Linked DNA regions of Sus scrofa: region 1 is linked to region 2. The links are chromatin contacts, called in public Hi-C maps. All regions are on one chromosome and are shown on one strand. The core of a region is the stretch at or near the end of the contact, and the rest is flanking DNA. Distances in the headings are between cores, read along the strand shown. Region 1 holds the start of CANX (calnexin). Region 2 overlaps MAML1 (mastermind-like protein 1).

What was found. A called contact is a pair of places that touch in the nucleus more often than the background predicts.
Region 1: a contact with region 2 is called in a Hi-C map of liver, with 2.6 times the contacts expected there. The contact joins the promoter of CANX here to the enhancer-like site in region 2. A contact is called at or near these places in 3 of 47 Hi-C or Micro-C datasets (heart right ventricle, liver and skeletal muscle) and 2 of 2 datasets of contacts at active chromatin or transcription factors (alveolar macrophages and skeletal muscle).

Annotation. Positions count from the first base shown.
Region 1 is chr2:78,914,499-78,919,150 of Sscrofa11.1, forward strand. It overlaps CANX (calnexin), which reads right to left and starts at 1,330. Exons shown (of 15, transcript NM_001243210.1): 1 at 1,148-1,330.
Region 2 is chr2:78,838,366-78,842,475 of Sscrofa11.1, forward strand. MAML1 (mastermind-like protein 1) reads right to left here. Exons shown (of 5, transcript XM_003123646.5): 2 at 965-2,377. Among named protein-coding and RNA genes, the nearest start is that of MAML1, 36 kb to the right of the region's middle. Within about 2 kb of position 1,511, at least 15 of the 83 cell types and tissues checked have an H3K27ac peak or open chromatin away from gene starts, as enhancers often do. A contact at or near this core is called in alveolar macrophages and liver, where this site is marked.

The DNA of each region.
Region 1 (4,652 bases), core at 80-2,579, 76 kb after region 2:
CCCAAGCTTTTAATTAATATCCAGCTCAGTTTAACTTCCCTCAATCAGCAGTCAAACCACTAGGTCCAGTTTCTTCCTCCTATTTCCATAAATGTGACTTCAGGTCCTGGAAAATAGGACTTAGCTAATTAGGATGTTAGTGTAGTGGATCAACAGCATTCACCATAATAATTTACTGCAGTCATTTATCAAGCAGTTAAAAATGTACATCTAACTTTCCTGCTCTTTCTTACACACGTCTTAATGGTAACAACAACTCTATCAGGTATTACATCCATTATCTGAAACGAAGTGAACTGCCCAGGTTCACATAGCAACAAATGGCTGATGAAGGACCTGAACAAGGGCCTTAGTCTTAACCACTACACACAAACTGCCTAGCTTTCAACTGTAATTCCAACGTGATCATAAAACTAATCGCATGACCTTGGGCCGATCATTTCTGAGCTCTGGGCCTCAGTTTCCTTCACTATAAAACGACCTGCCCACGGAGAGCTTTTGGGTGCTTTCCTGCTTTTAAAAGCCCACTGAATTTACGACGAGATTACTTACTCCCCCAATCTCCAAATAGATGTAAATGTTAGGACTTAAGTTTTTTAACCAGTGCGTGTTCTAGCACATTCTCCATACTCTTCAGGCTGCTACAGTCCAGTCTTCACTTTGCGGTTTTAATTTTCAAATTTTAGATCTGTAATGCTAATTCTAAATATCCTCTCTCTGTCCTATTATCACCTTTCCCCACTACTAAGAGTACCAACAAGGCCCGATCCTATTCCAGACCTTTACCCGGTTACTCTACCCCACCTCACAGCTTCCCAGGCAGTCAGCAATAGGTATAAGAAAGCCCTAGAAGCAGAACCATGAAGAGAAGTTAGCTTTCCCAGAGGTCAAGAAAGGCTCTAGGACACCTGCCACGCCTCCCAACCCCGGCGGCGCGGCCTGGGCCTGGCTCCGCAACTCAAGCGGCCCAGGTTCAGGCCTAACCCATCCCGTCTGGCGGGTCCACCAGGGCCTGAGCCATCGAAACTCAGCCGGACCCCTCAGCCCCGGCCACGCCCGGCTTCTCGAGACCTCCGCCGCCAGGCCGCGCACCCAGGCCCCCGAGGGTCCTCACAGGCCCGAAGACACGGGCAGGCCCCTGTCTCACCTCAAGCCTCAGGAGGACCGCCGGTGGTGCCCGCGCCTCCTCCCGCCCGCACACCTGGCCCCACGCTGCAGTGGAGACAGCGGCTGAGGGAGCCTGACCGTCACGTGCCGCAGAACCAAGAGGCCTCGACTCCTGCAGCCGCCGCGCGAGCGAGCCCCACCGCACGAAGCCCGGCCCTGCGTCCGCCCCTGTCTCCTCAGTAGCTACCACCAGCGCCAAGTCCCGCCCTCTCGCGCAAGATCCTGAATTCAATTGGTTATTGTGGCCATCGCTCTATGCACCTTCCCATACGCCCCCTAGGGCTATTCTTCGTGGAGTGTGGGGATTGGTTAGGAGTGAGGCAGGAAGTGGCTGTTGGTTGGGCAGTATGGAAGGAGGCGGTGTACGGCGGCATCGGGATCGGCGGGGGCGCGCGCGCGCGCGCGCGCGTCGTGGGGCGGGACTGGCCAGGCAGGCGTTCCCGCGCTGGTTGTTCTGGTGCCTTAGTGGGCGCGCTGCCCGGCACTGCATCCTAATTTCTATGGTTTCGACCGTTCAGGTGCCTGGACCCGGGCCTCGGGGTCTGGCATCTCATTCCCTTCGATGAGAGAGCAAATGGAAGCTGGCAGGATGGGTGGGAGGTCCATTGAGCCATCGGGAAGGACCTGGTTTCCAGTGCAGCGAGTGCGCAGATATGATGGAATCAGTCACGGCTCCCTTGGCCTGTCCTGGAGTCGCTGTACACCAGGCGCCACCGTTCCTGCAGAGTCATTGCTCTGGGCCCAGCAGTCTGAGGCCGCCTTATCACCCAACGTCAAAATATAGCCCAGAATACTATAATCCAGCGTTACTTCAACTTTCAATTTGTGATGTTTCCAAAAGCAAGATAAGACAAAAAGGGCACAATCACACTTAACAGCAGTGAGTGAGAAAAAGATGGTGCAATGGAAAATTTTCAAACACACCACAGATTTTGTAACTAACTTTTAGCACATCTTCAGTTTTCTGGGCCTGAGACAGAGCAGGACTGTAGATCCTACTAAGGATCTTGTTAGAGATTTTTTTTCCGTTAAAGCACAATGTTCTTAAAAGGAAGCTGAGGCCAAATCTCTGAAGAATGAATTTTGTGTTTGTTTTTTTCACAATTTGAAGTCACTTTATTTACTGACCCAGATTACAAAAATAATCACATAGACAACTCAGTTCATCCATTTAATAAGCCTGTTAGATCTATTTATCTGGGCCCTTCAGGAGAAGATAGTTTGAAGGGCCACAGGATGTTGTTTGCTTCTTTGAAGCATTTTCCAACAGTACGGATTTCATGAATAAGATCCTCCAGGAGTTACTATTGTGGCTTAGTGAATTAAGAACCTAACATAGTGTCTGTGAGGATGCGGATTCAATCCCTGGCCTTGCTCAGTGGGTTAAGGATCCATCCTAAGCTTAGGCGTAGGTCACAAATGTGGCTGCAATCCCATGGGTTTTTTTGTTGTTGTTGTTTTTGTTTTTTTCATTTTTCTTATTACTCAAATGAATTTATCACATCTGCAATCCCATGTTGCTGTGGCGGTGGTGTAGGCCAGCAGCTGCAGCTCTGATTCAACCCCTAGCCTGGGAACTTCCATATGCCACATATGTGGGCCTAAAAAAAACAAAAACAAAAAAAAAGGGGGAGGGAGGGGGAGAAAGAAAGAAAAGAGGAAAAAAAAAAAAAAAAGGTAAGATCCTGCATGATGGCTTATTTACCAAGAGATGGAGCAGTCCAAGTGTTATCTGTCAGGGCAGTTTCCTTCTTGTTGATTTGCCATAACCACGACTGGAGATTCATTTATCTTCTGGCTTGGAGATCCACTCATCTTCTGACTTCAGGTGTGGGTACCTTCCATGCAGTATGTGGTTCCATAATCCTCAAGTGTTAACTGAAGCTTCCTTGAGCTTAACAAGGGTGCAGTTGAAGATTTGGTGAAAACAAAGAACATGCAACACCTTTCAGATCTCTGGGCTCACACCATTGATATCTGTGATCCTGATGAGGAATGCCCATTTGGGTCCCTCAGGTACACCAAACTTGCCCACTTTTCTTGTTATCCTTGTCATCTGAATCTCAGTTCTATCTGCCTATATTCCCTATGACATGATTAGCTTTTTCATAGGTAAGCTTCTTTCTTGCCTTTCAAAACATCTTTTGGGCAAACTCAGGAACTTAATCCCAGGGTCTGTAAAATTCCTCCACTTTTTTTCTTAAGGATTTGCCTTTTTTTTTTTTTTTTTCTTCTAAACTCACCATGGTTTCACCAGGAAGAAAACTTGATATCTTGGAGTTCACTGTGGCCCAGGGGAGTGAGAACCCGACATAGTGTCTGTGAGTATGCGGGTGCAATCCCTGGCCTCGCTCAGCGGATTTAGGATCCGGTGTTGCTGCAAGCTGCCGTGTAGTTTGCAGATGCTGCTTGGATCTGGTGCTGCTGTGGCTGTGGTGTAAGCTGGCAGCTGCAGCTCTGATTTGACCCCATCCCTAGAAACTTCCATATACCACAGGTACATCGTAAAAGGAAAAAGAAAAAAAAAAGACTTGCAATCTTTTCTTGATAATGCAAAAAAGGGTACTTGAGGTATTAGAATATTTTATAATTATAATCATTTTATAATTATTAGATGTAGAACATGTGGGAGATTGGGTTAAATGTATTTCGATTTTATGGTATAATCTGCAAGATGGTTTTCTTGCAGGTAGGTAGGTAGAATAGCCATGTGAAGTGCTTGTGTTTAAAAATATACACAAGAAGTTGCCTAGTGGCTCAGTAGCTTAAGGATCTGGCATTGTCACTGCTGTGGCTTGGGTTTGATCCCTGGCCTGGGAAATTCCACATGCCACAGGAGTGGCCAAAATATACATATATGTACACACACACACACACACACACACACACACACACACAATGATGTGCACTGCAGCATTGTTTGTGGTACACAAATCCTAGAAACTACCAAACCATCATAGAGGACTAGTTAAATATAGGTCATCTGTATAATGATTCTGCCCCATTGGAAGGCATTGGCAAACACATATGTGTATAGATATGACTGCCAAGATTTAATGTTATGTGAAAAAGCACTAAGAAAAGTATGTTTCCTTTCATGTTGCAAAGGGAGATATATTATCATAAGCACAGACAAAAACCATCCTGGAAAGACGAACAAGAAACTGCTAAGAGTGGTCAAAGAGGCCAAAGAGGTGGCTAAGACTCTGGAAGTGAAAAGGAGACTTTTTTTTTTTTTTTTTTTTTTTTTTTTGTCTTTTTGCTATTTCTTGGGCCGCTCCCGCGGCATATGGAGGTTCCCAGGCTAGGGGTCTAATCGGAGCTGTAGCCACCAGCCTATGCCAGAGCCACAGCAACACAGGATCTGAGCCGCGTCTGCAACCTACACCACAGCTCACGGCAACGCGGATCCTTAACCCATTGAGCAAGGGCAGGGACCGAACCTGCAACCTCATGGTTCCTAGTCGGATTCATTAACCACTGTG
Region 2 (4,110 bases), core at 261-2,760:
AATGTGATCTCCTTTTTTGTTTTTTTTTGTTTTTTGTTTTTTAGGGCTGCACTCACAGCATATGGAGGTTGCCAGGCTAGCTAGGGGTCCAACTGGACCTGTAGCCACTGGCCTATGCACCAATGCCACAGCAACACCAGATCCAAGCTGCGTCTGTGACCTACACCACAGCTCATGGCAATGCTGGATCTTTAATGCACTGGGCAAGGCCAGGGATCAAACCCACAACCTCATGGTTCCTAGTCTGATTTGTTTCCACTAAGCCATGACGGGAACTCATAAATGTGATCTTTACCTGCTTAAATACTTAAGTCATATGGCATGAAAGAGAGACTAGACTAAGTGCAGGGGATTCCTCAATCCTGTATGCAGTTAAAACCAAGTTGTACTAGGGGATTTTATCCTATTTTTGTTTATTAAGAATCAATCCTGGGAGTTCCCATCATGTCTCAGCAGAAATGAATCAGACTAGGAACCATGAGGTTGCGGGTTCAATCCCTGGCCTTGCTCAGTGGGTTAAGGATCTGACGTTGCTGTGAGCTGTGGTGTAGGTTGCAGACTCAGCTCGGATCTGGCATTGCTGTGGCTCTGGTGCAGGCTGGCGACAATAGCTCCAATTGGACCCCTAGCCTGGGAACCTCCATATGTTGTGGGTGTGGCCCTCAAAAGACAAAAAAAAAAAAGGAAATCAATCCTGGAGTTTCCTGGCAACCTAGCAGTTAAGGATCCAGCACTGTCACTGCTGTGGCACAGACTTTGATCCCTGGCCTGGGAACTTCTGCATGCTGCAATCGTGCCCCCCCCAAAGAATCAATCTTGGTTGGCTTGATCAATTTTCACTCCCAAGGGAGTCAAAGGTTGAAAGTAGCCACTCCCTCCCTCACTTTGTGCCCCAATCACCTAGAACTTGGTAACATGATGGACAGAAGTGAACGAAGAGTAAGAGAGCCAGTCCTGTGCTCACCTGGCTAGGTGGAACCAGTGATCGGAAGGGCATATTTCCTGGCTTTGGTTTCATCAGAAATAAGGAGTTCTGCTCATTGTTCAGATGAGGCAGCTGCTGGGGAAGATAAGCCATCAGGGCCGGCTTGCTCTGACCAGCCCCAGGACTGCCTTGCCCACAGTCGGCTTTGTAGTGAGAAAGGGGTTTGGTATTGCCGTAGTCTAGCACTGACCCTTGGCTAGCCACAGCATTCTGACCCAAGTTACTCGGTGGCTGGTGACTCAGAAGGTTCACATGGCTGGGCTGGAGGTAGGGGCCTCCGGGCCGAGGGGAGCTCTTGTTCACACTGGGCATCATGAGCAATTTGGAATTGCTGAAGTCTTGTTTGTAACTGGGAGGGCTGGCAGGCTTCTCCATGGGATAAGGGACATTTAAAGGGCTGTGGGAGGGGCCTGTCTGCTGCCATGTGGACATCTGGCCTGGACCTGGTGCTGGGGCAGTCTGCTGTGGATTCTGGAGCATCTGCTCGCGCTTCTGCTTGGCAGCGATCTGCTGGAGCTGGTGGGCAGAGGACAGTTCTGAGCCCCCGGCAGGGCCCTGGCTAGGCAACACCACACTGGAGAGGGCTCTTTGTGCATTCTGGGCCTGAGCTGATGCCGGCATCAGGTTAGGACTGGGACTGTCCACCCCAGGCTGACCAGAGGCGTGGAACAGAGGCTGAGAGCCCCCTAGGCTGGCTGAATCTGTGCTCACAGGGCCAGATGAAGGCCCCATAAAGGTCTGTCCTGCAGACCCAGCCCTCACTTGTGGAGAGCCTAACTGTTCTTGTTCAAAGGCTGCTGGAGAGAATTCTGTCTTAATATTAATGTCCTGTGCCAAAGGGGTCTGTGTAGCAGAACCAGAAGACTCTGGATCCTTCTTCTCTTCAAAGTCCTCATTAAAGAGATCCTTCATGTCTTCATCGGGCACTGACCTGTTCAGCTCCTCGATGAGCTCTTTCCACTCCTGCTCGTTAAGGTTGAGGTCAGGCATGAGGTTGCTTTGAGATATGGAGCCTCCAGCCCCTGGGATCATGCAAGGCAGGTCATCCACCGGCTCCTGCTTCAGTTCTTTATTCCGGCTCAGGGGAAATGACTCACCAGGGTTGTTGCCTCCATTTGGGTGGAGGCTTGAGTCTGCCAGACACTTCTTGCTAATAGAGTCCAGCCCCAGTGAGTGCTTTCCGCTGGCTTGCAGGGCATCTGTGCCAGGCTTGTCAGGCTGACCAAGGGGGGAGGCAGGAGGCAGGCCATTGGAAGACACAGCTACTCCCAGAGGGGCCTCCCGGCGGGTCTTCTTATGCCCAGGAAAGAGGTCTCCATAGCCATTCTGTTGATCACCATTCTGAGGGGACGTGGCACTATCAAGATTCCTCTTCACTGTATCATGGAGATGCTGAAAAACACAAAAAAAGAGTGACTTATGAATACAACACCACATATGAGGCCCCTCTGCTTCTAAGGGTGACTTAAACCAGGGTCCTGAATCCTCTGCAGATCTTGTTTGCCCAGTTTACCCCCCACTTCTGGGAACAAACTCTCATTTCCCCTCCAGGGCTGTCTCTCCCTCCCTCAGGTCCTGTGGCCTCGCCTGAGTCAGGACTAGCTCAACTATGGGAAAGCAACCCAGCTGCAGTCAACCCGTCAGTCCCTGGACTTTTGCAGCTTTTTTTGTAGGACACAAGCCTGATAGAGCCCACAGTCATCTAATCTGAGGATATGCCTGAGAATGGAGCCAGTAAGAGCCAGAAGATACATACATACTCTTGAAGCCACCATTTGAGTCCTAGATCTAGGTTATACCCAAAACCAGCCATCCCCCTGGACTTTTCACTTACGGGAACAAATAAATCCCTCCTTGTGTTTAAACCAGTTTAACTTGGATTTCTGTTGCTTTCAGCTGAAGGAAATTTGGCTAGTACAGACTTTTTCTCAGGCCTTGCTTGAGGCTGATCACAAGCTCCAGGCCTCCAGCTCAGTGCACGGGCATTTTCATGTCCTTCTCAGCCTTTCTAGGTGCCCTTGCCTGGCTCCACCCCTTCTTTCCAGGCTAGGCTGCTTCCTCATATGCTTTGCAGACTTCTGCCTTTTGGCTTTTGTCCCACTCTCCTCCCCGCCACTACCGAGCATCTTCTAATCCCCTGCACCCAGTCACCAGCCCTCACAAACCCTACCACTTCTTAACAAGACCGTTAATTTTAACACAGTCACATCTGGCACTGTCACATACTTCCCTGTGTTGTCCTCAACCAGATTTGTTCAACTAACCTTATTAAGAGTCTATCATGGGAGTTCCCGGTGTGGCTCAGTGGTTAACGAATCCAACTAGGAACCATGAGGTTTCGGGTCTGATCCCTGGCCTTGCTCAGTGGGTTAAGAATCCATTGTTGCCATGAGCTGTGGTATAGGTAGCAGACGTGGCTCGGATCCCAAGCTGCTGCGGCTCTGGCATAGGCCAGTGGCTACAGCTCTGATTAGACCCCTAGCCTGGGAACCTCCATATGCCATGGGTGCATCCCTAGAAAAGACAAAAAAAAAAGGAGTCTATCATGTGTCAGGGACAAGTGCTGTGGGATATCAAGACAGATGAGGTGGTCTATCTCTTCACGGGCTTCCAATCTTCTAGGATACAGGACATACATGGATGTGGCTACAGACTAAGACAAATGCCCTATGCAAGAAGTAGAGCAACAAGCACTCTGAGAGTCCAAAGGCAGGAGTTTCATGGAAAGAACATAACAGTAGGGGTGGGGAAGAGAAAAGGCAGTATCTTTCTTCCCCAGCCTCATTTTCAACAGCCAGGACACAATTCCTCCACTAATAGACACACCTACACTTGGCCTCTATTCATGGCTGCTCTTTTCCTATGTTTACTTCTGTTACATTTTTGTCCTTCATCCCCCACTGATATTCCATCCCTTCCCCCAACTGGCCCAAAGCATCGGTACTGTGCTTTTTACAATGTTCCAAATAACAGCTTTCACTATTATGGTTAAATGGATTTCAGAAGAGTCAGAGAGTAGCATAGGACACTGTGCTGCTGTCCTCTGCTGCAGAGAAGGGCTACAATGACCCACCACACCTTCCCTAGGAGCCTGAGTACAGAAGTACCTGAGGGTAGTGGGTGTG